2 separate regions of the Anas platyrhynchos genome follow, and region 2 is linked to region 1. A link is a contact called in public Hi-C data. All regions are on one chromosome and are shown on one strand. The core of a region is the stretch at or near the end of the contact, and the rest is flanking DNA. Distances in the headings are between cores, read along the strand shown.

Region 1 (6,635 bases), core at 2,634-5,133:
GTGACTCAGTGGAAAGTCAGCTCCCGCGATGGCTAACAAAGAGCAGGAGGAAGAGAGAGCTGACTTCAGTAACTCATGACCGTGTTTGTTTTTCTCTTCTTTGGGGGATTTGTTTCATGACTCTCGCTAAAGTGTTTACAGAAAGTTTGACAGCTAGGCAGAAAGTCATTTGCAAGGAAACTGGGATAAATCAAAACAAAAGCGTTGGTCGGTTTCCCAGAGGAAGAAGAGCTCTCTGTAAGGTCCGTGCTGCCCTTCCTCTCCACCCACAGGTTGGGGGAGCTCAGATGCAACAGGAGGGAGCAGAGCGGAGATGAGGGCTGAATGAACCAAGGCTGGATGGAGGATGGAGGAACTGGGGAAGCTCATGTATTCCCCAAACCCTTCTGCTTTTTTCCTTTCTTTAATTTGGTGTCAGTGAGAAGGCAACACAAATCAGGAGTTAACTGCGATGTCAGGGAATAGTGACAACAGAAATAACACAGCTCTGCTGTGCTGACTTCCTCAAGAGCCCCCCAGCTGCTCCCAGCTGTCCAGAAGAACCCGGAGGCTGCTTTAGATGTCACCAGATAAGTTACGGTTACAGCACCCCGTTCTGCAAGGGCAAAAACCGCAGCACGGGCACGCTGCGTGGCTCCCCTCGTGTGGCAGGGAAACGCAGCAGGGCCAGCCGTAGAAACCAGCCCTGGCACCACCTGTCTGGCAAACTGCTGGGTGCAAGAAAACCTGAGTAAGAGACTTGCTCCCGTGCTTTTCTGTTTCATTGCTCCTGACGAAAGCCACACGTTGTGCCGCACGTGGTAGGTGCTTTGTCCACTGCTCATGCCTCAGCCTGTGCCGGCCTGAGGCTCCTGGAGGAGCTGAGACACATTTGGATGTAAAAAAGTGTTATTGTATTTTTAATAAAGCCTATTGAATAAAAAATGGCGCTTAGATATTGGGTAGAGTTGGCTCCTGCCTGCAGTCCTTAACCTCTGAAGGGTACTTGCCCACTGCCATTTAAATCCCACGCAGCAGCTCTCTTCCGTCCTTCTCTTTATTCAGTCCTTAAGAGAATGCTAGTTAAATACCAGATAAGTAAATACGTAATCAATGAGACATTTATTGAATGTTAATGCCGTGTTTAATAAGGCTTAGAAATTTAAATGGGTCACATTAAGATGTAGAGTGCACAGCAGGGAAACTTCTCAATGTCACCAGCCCCGGTCACAGAGGAATCATGAGCTGGGGCCTTCGAAACGGGGACAGCTTCGAGGCTCAGGTGTGGGGGGCTTCTTTTTTCTGCCTCTCACCCCCCAGCAGGAGGGCTCCATACAGAGATGTCTCCACTGCAGGACTGACCACACAGAGATCCCTGTGGCTATGAGAGCCAAGCTGATAAATGCAGTGAGTCTCAATCTAGGGTGGCCACGGCAGACCCTGTTTATTTTCTGCAGCAAAGACTGAGAGCACCGGTCAATAACTTAACAGCTGGAATGCGTAGAAAAGTATTACAATAGGAATCGCAGCCGCAAGCAGGGCTGCCAGCGGAGACGTCTGCAAGGTGGAAATCCCATCACCCGAGTCACTCGAAACTGGACAAAAAACGCTGGAGAATGAGGGGCAGGAAGGGCCCCCACAGGGAGGAGAGGAGCGCACCGGCACCAGAGATGGGCCCATACCTGGGGAGACAGGTACCCCACTCCCTGCTGCCCACCTCCCGGCCTCGCATGGGGACAGAGGGTCCCTGCTTGGAGGGGAAAGGCCGGGGGAATTAAAGCGAAGGTCCAGGGAATCCATACATCACTTTCTTCTGTGCCTTCCCCTGTGCTCCTGGCAGCCAGAGGGGCTCCTCCGTCCTTGGAGGGGCTCCTGCTGCCCCTGCAGGCAGCGTGGTGAGAGAGGTTATCAGGGGCCTGGAAAACATCTTGCTATTTAAGCCAGCCCTGTTCCCTGCGCTGCTTGGAGGGAGCCGCACCGCTGGCCTTATGCTGGTGCAGCTGGGGTTGTTACCTCATGGCTAATTAGAGCGCTTTCACCGGCCCTGCAAAAGCTGCGCCTTTTTAGGACATGCTGAAAAGTTTAAGATGTGTCCTGGGTGTAGTTTTGCATTTTTTAACATTTTATGAGCATTTTTTAACTTCCTCTAGCAATAGCAACTCTGCCTTTAGGCTGGCCCCGTTTCTCCAGGCAAGTCTGGTCCATCCCAGCCTTCAGCTGGGCCCATCCCGGGGCTACCCAGTGCCTGCAGGGGGCATCGAGGGGAAGGGGGCACTGTTTGCAGTGAGATGACAGATTCTCTCCTTAAAGGCAGTATCTATCTAACGATGCGTATTTTTAATGGGTCTGCAGGGTGGCTCAGGAGGTCTGTGGTCAGCATGGTTGGCGTTTCTCTTCCAAAAAGACACTGGGTTTCCCCTCTCTCTTCTGTTACACTACATCAGGGCAGGTGCCTGGGCTAGATGTGGCAGCAGCACTGAGCAGTGTTCTCCGCTCATATGTTTTGGCAGCCAGGAGGAGAGGAGATTTGCTATCAGTGCATACGGCATGAAAATTGCTGGCGACGGGACCTGACCCCTCAGGATGCCCCATCAGAAAGCAGGGGCATGCACCCGATGCATTATTTATCCTCTCACACGGCGATTACCTTTCATCTCCCTGAATTGCCTCAGCAATTTCACTTGAAAGCATTCCTTGAGCCTCTTTACTTCCTGGCCTGGAAAAAATGTGCTTTGTGCGATGGATACAGACGCCTGTCCCCAGAAGGGACTGCAGGCTGTGGTCAGCCGCTCACCACGGCACGGTTTGGCTGGGCCGGACCTGCTGAGGGTGTCCCCCACGCCACCAGCAGTGAGGCCATAGCCTGATGTTGAATGCTCACGTGGAAAATCCTCCCGGCTGAGCCATCTGCCTCTGTTGGGGCTGGGCTGGCGCAAGGGGTGCTGCTGGCAGAGTGTTTTGGTCCAATTCTGTCACGAGAGCCTGCTCCTGGGCACCCTGGGGCTGAGGGCATCACCCACCACCTCCCATCTTGGCAGCTCACCTTTAGCAGGGCTGAAAACAAATCCCCTGCCTGGCTGAGCATTGGCAGGCACCTGACAAGTCTTGTGAATGCTTACAAGAGCCGGGCTCAAGAACTCAAGCACTTCCTCATTTATTGCCTTGATATTAAAGGCAGAGTCACAGATATTAAGAACAGGGAGAGGCAGCGTACCGGGGAGATAGGATCTGTGCTGTATGCGGAAATTGCTCGGCTTCGTGTCCTACATGGTGCTTCAGATTGCAAGAAAAGACCTCAGGAGCCCCATCTGCCAGGGAGCTTTTCTGAGAAACCAGAAGCGGAGCCTAAGCCATAGAAGAGCTCCCTGCTGCGGGCTGAGACACATTTGTAAAACACTTCCAGAAACTGCCCCGCACCTGAAGGGCCAGGTCCCTAATGCTCACCTCCCTGCTCTGCGATGCCTTCTCCAGCCCTGCCTCCCAAGGAAATAAGCCAACCCTGCCCTTCAGCCGCTGGGACGCCTCACCACGAGGGCTGCTTGTGTGGAGAGGGATGCTCGTGTAGCGTACAGCGGCACCGAGCACACAGCATCTCTCACACCGTGTGCTTGCCAGCAGGGCTTATTCCAGGAGTCCCACCCTTCCCCGGGAGAACCAGGCTGCTTCCCTGGCCGCCCTTCATCCGTGCTGGAGGCTTTTTCAGCCCCAGCTCTTCCCCCTGGACAGCAGCAGGCCGAGGGCTGAGCCCCTCCTGTTGCTCTCGGTGCTCGGCGGCGGCTGCAGCGGGGCCCCGGGCCCTGCGGGGGGCGCTGGCGCCTCACGGGGGCGGTCGGGGGGGGCCCGGCCCGGCCCCAGCTCCGCGTCGCCGCTTTTAGGGGCGGTGCCGGGGGCGGCGCGGGGCCCCCCGCAGCCGGGGCTGGGCGCACAGGGCGCGGGGCTGCCGCCGGGCCGGGGCTGGAGCCAGGACCGGCACCGGGGCTGGAGCCGGGCTCGCGGCTCCGGGCTCCGCTCCCCGCCGCCATGGGGCAGCGCCGGCCCGGCCCGGCGTGAGGCGGCGGCGGGCGGCATGGAGCGGGGCGGCCGCGCGGCGCTGGGGCTGCTGGCGCTGGGCGCGCTGCTGGGGCTCTGCGCGCTGCCCCCCCCGCAGCCCGGCCCGCAGCGGGGCGAGCCCCGGCGCGGCGGGCAGAAAACTTTCCGGGCGCTGCTGGCCGTGGGCCGGGAGCAGCAGGAGCAGGAGCAGGAGCGGGAGGAGCGGCAGGAGGCGGCCGGGCGGGCGGCGCCGGTGCGGCGGGGCATCTTCTGGAGCCGGGAGCTGGAGGCGCGGGTGCCGCGGGGCTTCGCGGCCGAGGAGGCGGCGGCGTGGCCGGCGGCCGCCCGAGCTGCCCGGGTGTCGTCGCTGGAGCGCGGCGGCTGCGGGCGCAGCTCCAACCGGCTGGCCAGGCTGTCGGACGGGAGCCGGGCCTGCGTGCGCTACGGGGTGAGCCCGGAGCAGATCCAGGGCGAGGCGCTGTCCTACCACCTGGCCGGCGTGCTGGGCATGCAGCAGCGCCTGCCGCCCATGGCGCTGGCGCTGGTGGAGCCCCGCGGGCGGCAGTGGGAGCCGGTGCGGGAGGAGCTGCGCGGCTCGCTGTGGGCCGAGGGCGCGGTGGTCAGCCTGACCCGCTGGGTGGACAACCTGACGGCCGTGGTGGCCCCCGCGCCCTGGGGCAGCGAGGCGGGCGGCGGGCGGCGGCCGCGGGCGCTGTCGGCGGCGGAGCTGGGCGGGCTGCCCGCCGCGCAGCTGGTGGAGCTGGTGCAGTGGAGCGACCTGATCCTCTTCGACTACCTGACGGCCAACTTCGACCGGCTGGCCAGCAACCTCTTCAGCCTGCAGTGGGACCCGCGCGTCATGCGGCGCGCCACCAGCAACCTGCTGCGCGGGCCCGACGGCGGGCTGGTCTTCATGGACAACGAGGCCGGGCTGGTGCACGGCTACCGCCTGCTCGCCGTCTGGGACCCCTACCACGAGCCGCTGCTGCGCTCCGTCTGCGTCTTCCGCGAGGGCACGGCCAAGCGGGTGGCCGAGCTGCACCGCCGCCGCAGCGCTGCCGCCGAGCTGCGCCGCCGGTACCGCGCCCGAGAGCCCCTCTGGGCCCACCTGGGCTTCCTCTCGGAGCGCCAGGCCGAGCTGCTGCAGGCCCGCGTCGACTTCGTGCACCGCCACATCGCCCACTGCCGCGCACAGGCCGCCGCGCTCTGACCCCCCAAGCCGGGTGCCCGAAGCCGGGTGCCCTGGGGACCCCCCCGGGGTGGTTGCTGGATGTGGCCGCCGAGAAGGAAGCGTGTAGAAAGCCCCCGTCCCGGTAGCTGTTAGTCTGTGTCGTGGGCGCTCCTGGTTCGACTGCTCGGATCCCCGGTGTGTGTTCGTGATCGTCGCCATCCTTTGATTTGACCCGTAACGTGACCGTGGGGGACGGAAGAGGCTCTCCCAGGCTCCAGACACATCGCTGTGTGCCAAGACTTGGATGTGATAGTGAAAGCGGAGAACGAAACTGTCCCATGCACTTTACTTTGACTTTTTAATTTTTTATAAAAAAAAAAAAAAAAAAAGGGACCTTTTTATTTTACAAAGTCTGCCTTTTATGTACATTATAAATGTTCATAAGCCTTTCTGTAACATACTAAAGAAACTGATGATTCGGTAAAGCGTGCCCGATGTTTCGCCTCCTTTGTCCCAACTGTGTGCCCGAGCCTGGAAAGGGAAGCGCGCACCTCCGCCGGCCCCGCTGAGTGACACGGCCCGCTGCCTCCCAGCTGCTTCCTGCACCGAGCTTCAGCTAAACAGACATGCCTGGTGGTTTTTGTTCGTGGGGTTTGGTTGCTGGTTGTGTTTTTTTTTCCAAGCCTGAAAAGATCTGCTTTTACTAGCACCGGCTGGTTTCAGAAAACTGATGTAGGTGGTGTGGGCTTAGGGGCTGGCAGCCCCTTAGGGTGCCCAGGCTGTGTCCCAGCCTCATACCATGGCTTGCTTCAAGTGTCACCGGACTGACAGCAGGTACCCAAAGCTTCCCCGGAGCTGCCAGGTGTTTTTGGGAGGCATTTGCACTGGTTCTCCGCCCTCTGTTTCCATTTTGTCTATCTTTGCAACTGGGGCTGAGGCCAAAGTGAAGAACAGGAGAGCTCTTCAGTCTTCCTAAAAGAGGTGTGTGGGATTTTTTTTTTTTCTACAAAAGTTTTGTTCAAGGTACAGCAAAGTGGCACAAGCGGGTGGACAAAACAAAGCATCTGCATCTCTTGTTGCGTTTTCCTTATGTGCCGGAATCCACAGAAGAGGCAATTGTTCGGCTCAAAACACAGCCGGGATCGGGACAAAGGACAAGCTAATCCTCTTTGCGCCCCAGATGCCAGTGCCCATCCCTCTGTAACGGAGCAGCAGCGTAACCCCTGGTGCCCAGGCAGCAGAGCACCGCGGGGATGCGAGGCGGTGGCTGCTGCCTTCCCGCAGCGAGCACCAGCCTCCCCGGACCTCAGCGAGAGCAGCGCCTTCATCTGTGCTGGTGGGGGTCCTCGGGCTGTTAATATTCATTTATTTAGATTAAACTTCACACCAAGACAAGTTTCTTTGGCCGTTGCCGTGTTTTCCTTTGGTGTGCGTGTTGTGGGTTGGTTGGTTTGCT
Region 2 (6,906 bases), core at 1,256-3,755, 54 kb after region 1:
ATAACACTGGATGACCCAGCAGTGCTACAAAGGTACTGAAACTATGGAAGTCAGACTGAACAGGTGAATAAAAGCAAGCAAGCACCTACCTCCCTGCCAGAGCCCCTGCGTGTGCAGCTTGCCCTGATAAAGCAGCACGTGTGTGAGTTCTCAACACTGACTCCACTGGGAGGAGACCAGAGTCTCATTAAAGAATTGCAAAGGCTTCATGAGGCTTAAATGTCTCCTGTAAATCCATTAGTGTCCATATATAATTTACTCTTCACGTTGCTCTTTCAGAGCTGTCAAATATCTTTGGCGGTATTGCACTTTCTTTAAAAACCAAAACGTGACCCGATAGAACTACTTACACTTAGAACAGTGAAACTGCTCGTTCATGAATTTATAAAATGTTTTTAATTATAAATCAGTGAGTAATTACTTTGTCTTGGCAGTCCAAGAGAAAACCATTCAATTGACCTCATCTGCTTGGCAAAGCAGCATCCGAAGGAGAAGCGGTATCCTCAGCTGAGACAGCACCGCTGAGCACCGCTGACAGGAGCAAGCAGTCAGTCTAACACAAACAGCACAGGGGATAACCAGAGCCTAAAGCAATGGGGCGTTGTAGATCCCAGCAAATCTTGGGGCAAGGAACAACATGTTGGTGGCCTAAGACGATGGCAACTTAAAATGAGCAATGCGAGTTACCTCTGTATCTCCTGTCTGCTGCTGGGAGAGAGCCTGCTGGCGGTGACTTCTTCCCGTGATTCATCTGAAAGGAGTTTGTGGCATCCCTAAGGCCACCAGTGAGATGTGGATCTAGCTTGTAAGAAGAAACTTGTTCTAGCAGACACGGTGTGAGGGAGAGGGCAGAGGCTGTATCACAGGGAAAATTCCTCCGGGCCCAGTCAGAGGTATGTTATCTGGGGAGTGCAAGCATCACTGCTGAATCTGTGAATTTAATCCTTGGGGATTTTGCCCTTCTTCCTCCCCTCCTTTCTCATTGTCCAGTCGTGATTCATTTCAGGGTATCCGCATGCACATCGCAGTCTCATCCCAAGAACTTGCTGTCAGGCTGTGAAGAGCCTCTAACATCGTCTGTCTTTGTGAGGAGACGGCCAGATCGCGTGCACACACAAACGAGCACTGCCACACGCCACGCTTGTGCTGCGGCAGCCCATAATAAGGCAGGCCTTAGTCATCCATCTGCCTTTCATAGGAGATCTTGCATATCTATTCTCCTATTTTCCAAAAGGAACTGCAGGCAATTAAAATCATCCTGAGGTCTCCCTGGCTTCCTGCTTCTAATCTACATTCTCAAGAGTGAATGGAAAGTGAGAAAAAATTGTGGTTGGCCCCATACTTTTCAGAGATCTGGAGACGAAGAGCAGGGGAGAAAAAGAAATGAGGTGTATTTATAAAGTGAAAATTCAGAATATATTCATCTGACATTTCAAGGTCTTACTTGGGCAGACAGTGATGTAAAGAACAGGTATGTGCCTGCTGTCCCTTATTTCTCTTTCCAGCCCCTTAATAAGAGGCTACAATGCTGCAATTGCTATTCCAAGTGGCTTTAATATATTTTTTACCTATTTTATCTTATTCTTTTGCTGAAGATTTTTAATGGAGTTGTTTTTATGTCGAGCCATATATTTTTATAGTACTTTTCCGGATTAAAAGAGGAAAAATGCGATGAAATAGGCTGCTAGCTTAGGCTAACGAAGGTGGGTTTGGTCGGCACTCACCATCCCTGTGGCTGGGGCCGAGCAGGCTCTTACCTCTGGAGGCAAGTGCATGTTCTCTGAGCCTGGTGCTGTGGATTGGAAATGTCCCTTCTGATTATTCCCCTTCCAAGGGCCTGCCTCAGGCCGTTTGCTGGAGGCTGAGTCCCCGCGTGGGAGGCTGCTGTGTGCGGGGCCTCCATAAAGCCGGGCCCTGACCTCCCTGAGGGCCTTGGGCACAACTGTTGGACCAGCAGTCCCGTTAAGAATGCTTGCAGCAGGCCTATGGATGAAAAAATAGCCTTTATGTACTTTATTCAGTGACCATTTGTTTCCAGGGAGCATGCCCGTGTGTACATCATTCCCAGCCACACAGAGATGTGTAACTGAGGCGCAAAACCAGGGCCGCACGACATCTGCTGAGTGAGGAGAAACTGCTGCTCCTGTGCGTTGGTTTCCTTCCGATGCTGAGCGGACACTGAGTTAGGAAGGAATCCAAAGGAAACGGAGCTGGTTTCTGTGGTAAATTGTGCCTCATATGTGACCAGGAAAGGTGTCACGATCTGAATTTTCCTAAGCAAGTGTGAAACCTCTGGCAAAGGAAGAGGCTGATAGAAACACCACTTCTGGGAGCTGCAGAGAGTGATTTTATCATCGCCTTGTCCCTGAAGATACCTTTCCCAGTGACAGCCTGATGAGAGGCACATGTGCTGTCCCTCCAGCCACTTTCCCACTTGTGAGCGAGGTGCGGGATGGCTCCGAGTCCCTGACCTGTGAGCGCAGGGCTGGAGCTGCCGCCTCTGCCTCAGACAGCTGTGTGGCTGCTGCCTCCAACAGGACCGAGCTGAAAACAGCCCTGGTTAGCTCACACAAAGGGAAACCTCACGCTTCTTTCTTTCCTACAGGCTGTCGGGGCTGCCTGCTTTCTCTGCGAGATACATAATGCATTCTCCTCTATGAATATTTCACCTCTTCTTTTTGCTGTTTTCTGGCGGGGAGTCGTACTGTGCCAGCCATCGCGGTGCAAACCAGAGCTAGGAAATTAACTGCGTTCAGCAGCCGTACGCGGACATAAAGCTGAGCCAGCACACGGGGCAGGTTTCTGTTAACCCTCATGTCTCCAGTCAAAGGATTTCTTCTGAACGGGTGGGAGAGAGGCAGAGGGGTGATCTCTTTGCCACACAGAAAGCGAAAATTGGAGCTATTGGAAAAATTTACTGAAACTCCTTCCTTGAAGCTACGCACACATCCATCTGAGAAAGGGCAGCGTGTCTGACAGAAGCGAAAAGATTAGTCCCGGATGAGATTTAGCACAAAGCAGTTGGGTAGATTTATTAGGTGTACTCTCAAACGTGAAACTCGTGTGTGAGCTGTGGAAGTGTGTGGCTGGCCGGCCCTGCGGCTCTCAGTACTGTCTGTTGCTTCTGCTTCAGGGCAGGCTGTCAATTAGAAGTACACATAAACTGGCTGAAGTAAGGCTTGCAGCTAAAGAGATGGGGTGAATTTCTACCCCAGCTGCCTTGAAGATGTTGCCCCCCAAGAGGCTCTTCCCAGTGTGGCTGCTCAGCACCACGGCTCAGGACGGGGCCTCCAGCTTCCCATTACCAGCACCCGACCCCTGTGTACCTGGGCACGGGCACAACCATTGAAGGACATGGCCAGCAATAAAAACTTCTGTTAAAGGAGTAGGAAAGGCAACTGAGATGGTAGCATTGTTATGAAATGGGGATTCCACATCTCTACAGATGGTAATTAAAATGCAGTAGGTTCCTGGAAGCGGCTCTGTTTTCTAAACATGAATTGCTTTGTACTGAGTGCACTTTCTACAGCAGCAGAGACTATAACTGCTGAATGGAAAAGTAATTAGCACCATTTCTATGCATGCATTTAATGGCTACACAGTAGTATTGAGTACAATAGGCACGTTTCTGCAGCAGTAGCACGCTGCAGAGATCCCAGTGTGTACGTACACATTCAGCCCAAGCTTCGTGTGGCACAGCCCCGTGTGCTCACGCGCAGTGGACGGGGACATCCCTTGGGTTTGAGCTGAGCTCCGTGGTTTGCTGAGAAAGGTGAGCTGGTCAGCAGCATCTCAGCTGTGCTAACGTGATTGCAAATCATCCAGGGAAAGACCCAGTAGAGGCAGAGCTGCCTGCCTTCCACCAGTGCTTGGGGTGATGCTCTCCAGCTCTCTGTAGCCACCGCAGCAGTCAGAGGACCAAAAGTCCCAGAGCACCAGACCCGGCTGTCGCTGACAGGACTTTCTGCAGCAGGCTGGGGGTTGGTGCCTGTGTTGTGGCTTAATGCGGGGGCATCAGCCTCCAGGCTGTGTCAGCAGCGTGTTTCAATGACTCTAAAGTCAGGCATCAAACCAAGCAAATGAAGCTGTCATTGCGGGCTAGAAATTGATTTCAAGGGTACAAAATGCACCTAGACTCAGAGCACGAACTACACGGGCTGGTGGTCTCTGCAAGTGCTAATTGGGACTCTCCTTGCTGGGGCTTTGCTTGCTCCTGCTAGTTTCCATTTTCTTTTCCCTGCGTGCCCTAATGAGGAGTGTGGATGTGCCTGTGGCCCTACAGCTCAGCTCCACGTCCACCTGCTGCAGACACGAGTCCACTTGTGTCTGTCTGCTCATTTGTGGAAGCAGATTTCCCCGTCTAACCTCCTTGGTGCTTGAGAAAGAGCAAACCGAGCTCTCATTGTACCTGCCTCTTGGAGAAATCACTGGACAGCCACGGCTGTGTCTTTGAAAGCGAAAGGGCTGCCCAGGTTAGGAAATTCTCAAACATTAGCTCAGCATGGCTGAGCCGGGGCGCGGGATGGTGTGTGAACCCATTCATCATCGCGGGGCAGCTGCCAGCTCGCAGACTTTAATTGGGGCCTTCTAACATTTACGCTGTTTGGAGGTTTTTTCAGTGCTGCTGATAAAGGATTTTGCTCATCTCTCATGAGGCCGTGGAGAGACAGCGGAGGTGTGAGCTTAATTCAAGGTTGCTGAATGACTTGCAGCTACTGGGGGAAATTACGTTACTCTGTATTGTTTTCCTCCCGAAATTGCTGTCTTGGCTGCATCTCTGGCATTTTTGCATATCTGTCTCCTCAAATTTCCTGCTCCTCAGACCACACCACCCTCACGGCTTCTAGTCATGGCATTTTTATTGCAGGTCCCATGGAAGTGAGAGGTCTCAGCAGCACAGCTTTCCCACCTACCTCTCTTGAGAGGCAGAGGGGGGTGGAAAGCATAGTATTGCCAATGTAATGGGTTGAAAAATTGCTCGTCTGAACTTAGATTAGAGCTCCAGTGATCGCCTTTAAAAGCTCATTATACTTGAAAGAGCTCCTTTTGCTCACTGTGATGTGTCTGTCTGGGGGCACGCTTCAGTGCTCGCTGGGCCAAACCAAGCACAGAGGTGGGAGCTTCCCCACCCACGTGCAAAACGCCCCCTTCACCTCTTCCCAGCCCGTGGGGCAGCTCCGAGGCCTTCACCTGCCGCCAGTGGCCTGCTTAGGCTGGGTCTCCCCGTGGGCTGGGTCTTTGTCCCCTCTGGGGAGGGCTTGTGCCCAGCTCCAGCCAGCTGTGTAACTGCAGTGCGAGAAATATTCTGGCAGCCGCCTCCCCCCTTTGCACTCGCTGTGCTGCAAACTCACACTGGTGAGCACAGGTGAGACAGGGGGGCTGACTCAGGTCTCTGAGCATACCTGCTCTGCTTTCTGTGCCATTAATCCTATCTTTATAACCGAGTTAACGCGAGGGTAATCTGCCCCCCTTACCACAGCTTGATGTTGCGTTGCTTTTGCATCTGGTTGCTCTATTGGTTCAGTTTGCAGCCCTTTGTCTGCACCGGGTATCCTTTGTAGGTCAGCTGCCATGCAGGGAGCCTACATTTGTGCAGTGCTTAATTGGTCTCTCAGCTCTTTCCCGTTCTCTACTTTGTTTTGCTTACAGAGCTCAGCCTTTCCCTCCCATTTCTCCTTCCCAGGAGAGGAGGCAAGATGATGATGACGACATCCTCAGCTGATGGATGAGATGGATGCTGAGGCAGCGATTTGGGCTGCAAAGGAGACCTTGCAGGTATCTTGCACTTCACTCACCAGCCTCTCTCAGTGAAATGAAGAATCAAATGTTTCCTGTCATTTGACCCTTTTCCCTAGGACCCGTGTTGAAGCGATGGCTGGGAAGCCCCCCTCTTCCTGCCCTCGCCAGGTCTGTAAATCAGCCTGGGTTTGGTTTTTTGCTGCGTCCCTCACCACACAGTATGCAAAGCAGCACAACTGGGCTGTGTTGACTTCTCAGAGTTTCAGAGAAAAGAAAGTAAACATGAGGGTGCTTAGCGGGGGATTTTGTAAGGGGTTATGTTAGCTAGATTTCCAAATCCTCCAGAGTTGGAAAGGGTTTTTGGAAGGGCCTTAATTCCTTCTAAAAATCCCATCCTTACCTAATACGTGCTAGTTAGCAAACAATCCTATAGACCTGATAATACTTGATGTGATGAACGGTCTGGGGCTTATTACTGGAGCCTAGGGCTAATCTCTTCACCATGTTCATGCACCTTAGCTCCTCTTACATTCTGGGGTACTCTTCTTGCCATAACAATGCTAACAGATTTTTTAACGATAATGAAGTTGATTCACATCCTGGGAAAAGCGCAGCTCATTCCTAGTTGATTAGTCAGATATTTTTAAATCTTTCTGGATTTCAAGTAGCAAAAGGAAAGGCAAACAATAAGATCTCACTTTAGGTTTAATACCAGTGGAGGCTGTGGATGCAGTTCAAACTCTGTAAGACTTCTGGTGGGAGAGTCTGACAAAAGACACTTTGTCTCCGTTGGAACAAATGCCACCGAATGGTGGAATTTATTTCTTAATTATTTTTCCAGGGCCCCTCTGTTTCCAGCATGCTCACAAACACTTCACATAGAGATTTGCTTCTTTGGAATGGCATGAGGGGGGACTAGCAGTGGGGATTTGCTTTCTATGCATGGCATGGTTTGCCTCGTCTGCATGAGCTCTTTCTTGTTCCTAGGATACACTTGCTTGACTTAATTTATGGGCTTGCTTTATTATTTTTTCCCTTTGGCTGAGATCTGTTTTGACTTTCCCACTAAGCTCCTTTCTGAGCAGGGGCAAAACCAACAACACTGAATTTATTTAAGTGGAATTAAAGGGCAGTCCTTGTGCTGAGGCTGGGTCTGGGCTGCTAAAG

Evidence for each region. A called contact is a pair of places that touch in the nucleus more often than the background predicts.
Region 2: a Hi-C map of subcutaneous adipose tissue shows a contact between it and region 1, with 2.5 times the contacts expected there. The contact joins the enhancer-like site here to the promoter of FJX1 in region 1. A contact is called at or near these places in 5 of 8 Hi-C or Micro-C datasets (F1 follicle, F5 follicle, liver and 2 more).

What each region holds. Positions count from the first base shown.
Region 1 is chr5:49,536,635-49,543,269 of IASCAAS_PekinDuck_T2T, forward strand. FJX1 (four-jointed box kinase 1) reads left to right here and starts at 3,884. Exons shown (of 1, transcript XM_027458710.3): 1 at 3,884-6,572. The coding sequence starts at 4,046. The coding sequence ends at 5,218.
Region 2 is chr5:49,592,141-49,599,046 of IASCAAS_PekinDuck_T2T, forward strand. LDLRAD3 (low density lipoprotein receptor class A domain containing 3) reads left to right here. Exons shown (of 13, transcript XM_072039032.1): 6 at 5,650-5,775. Among named protein-coding and RNA genes, the nearest start is that of LDLRAD3, 44 kb to the left of the region's middle. Within about 2 kb of position 2,506, at least 1 of the 8 cell types and tissues checked has an H3K27ac peak or open chromatin away from gene starts, as enhancers often do. A contact at or near this core is called in subcutaneous adipose tissue, where this site is marked.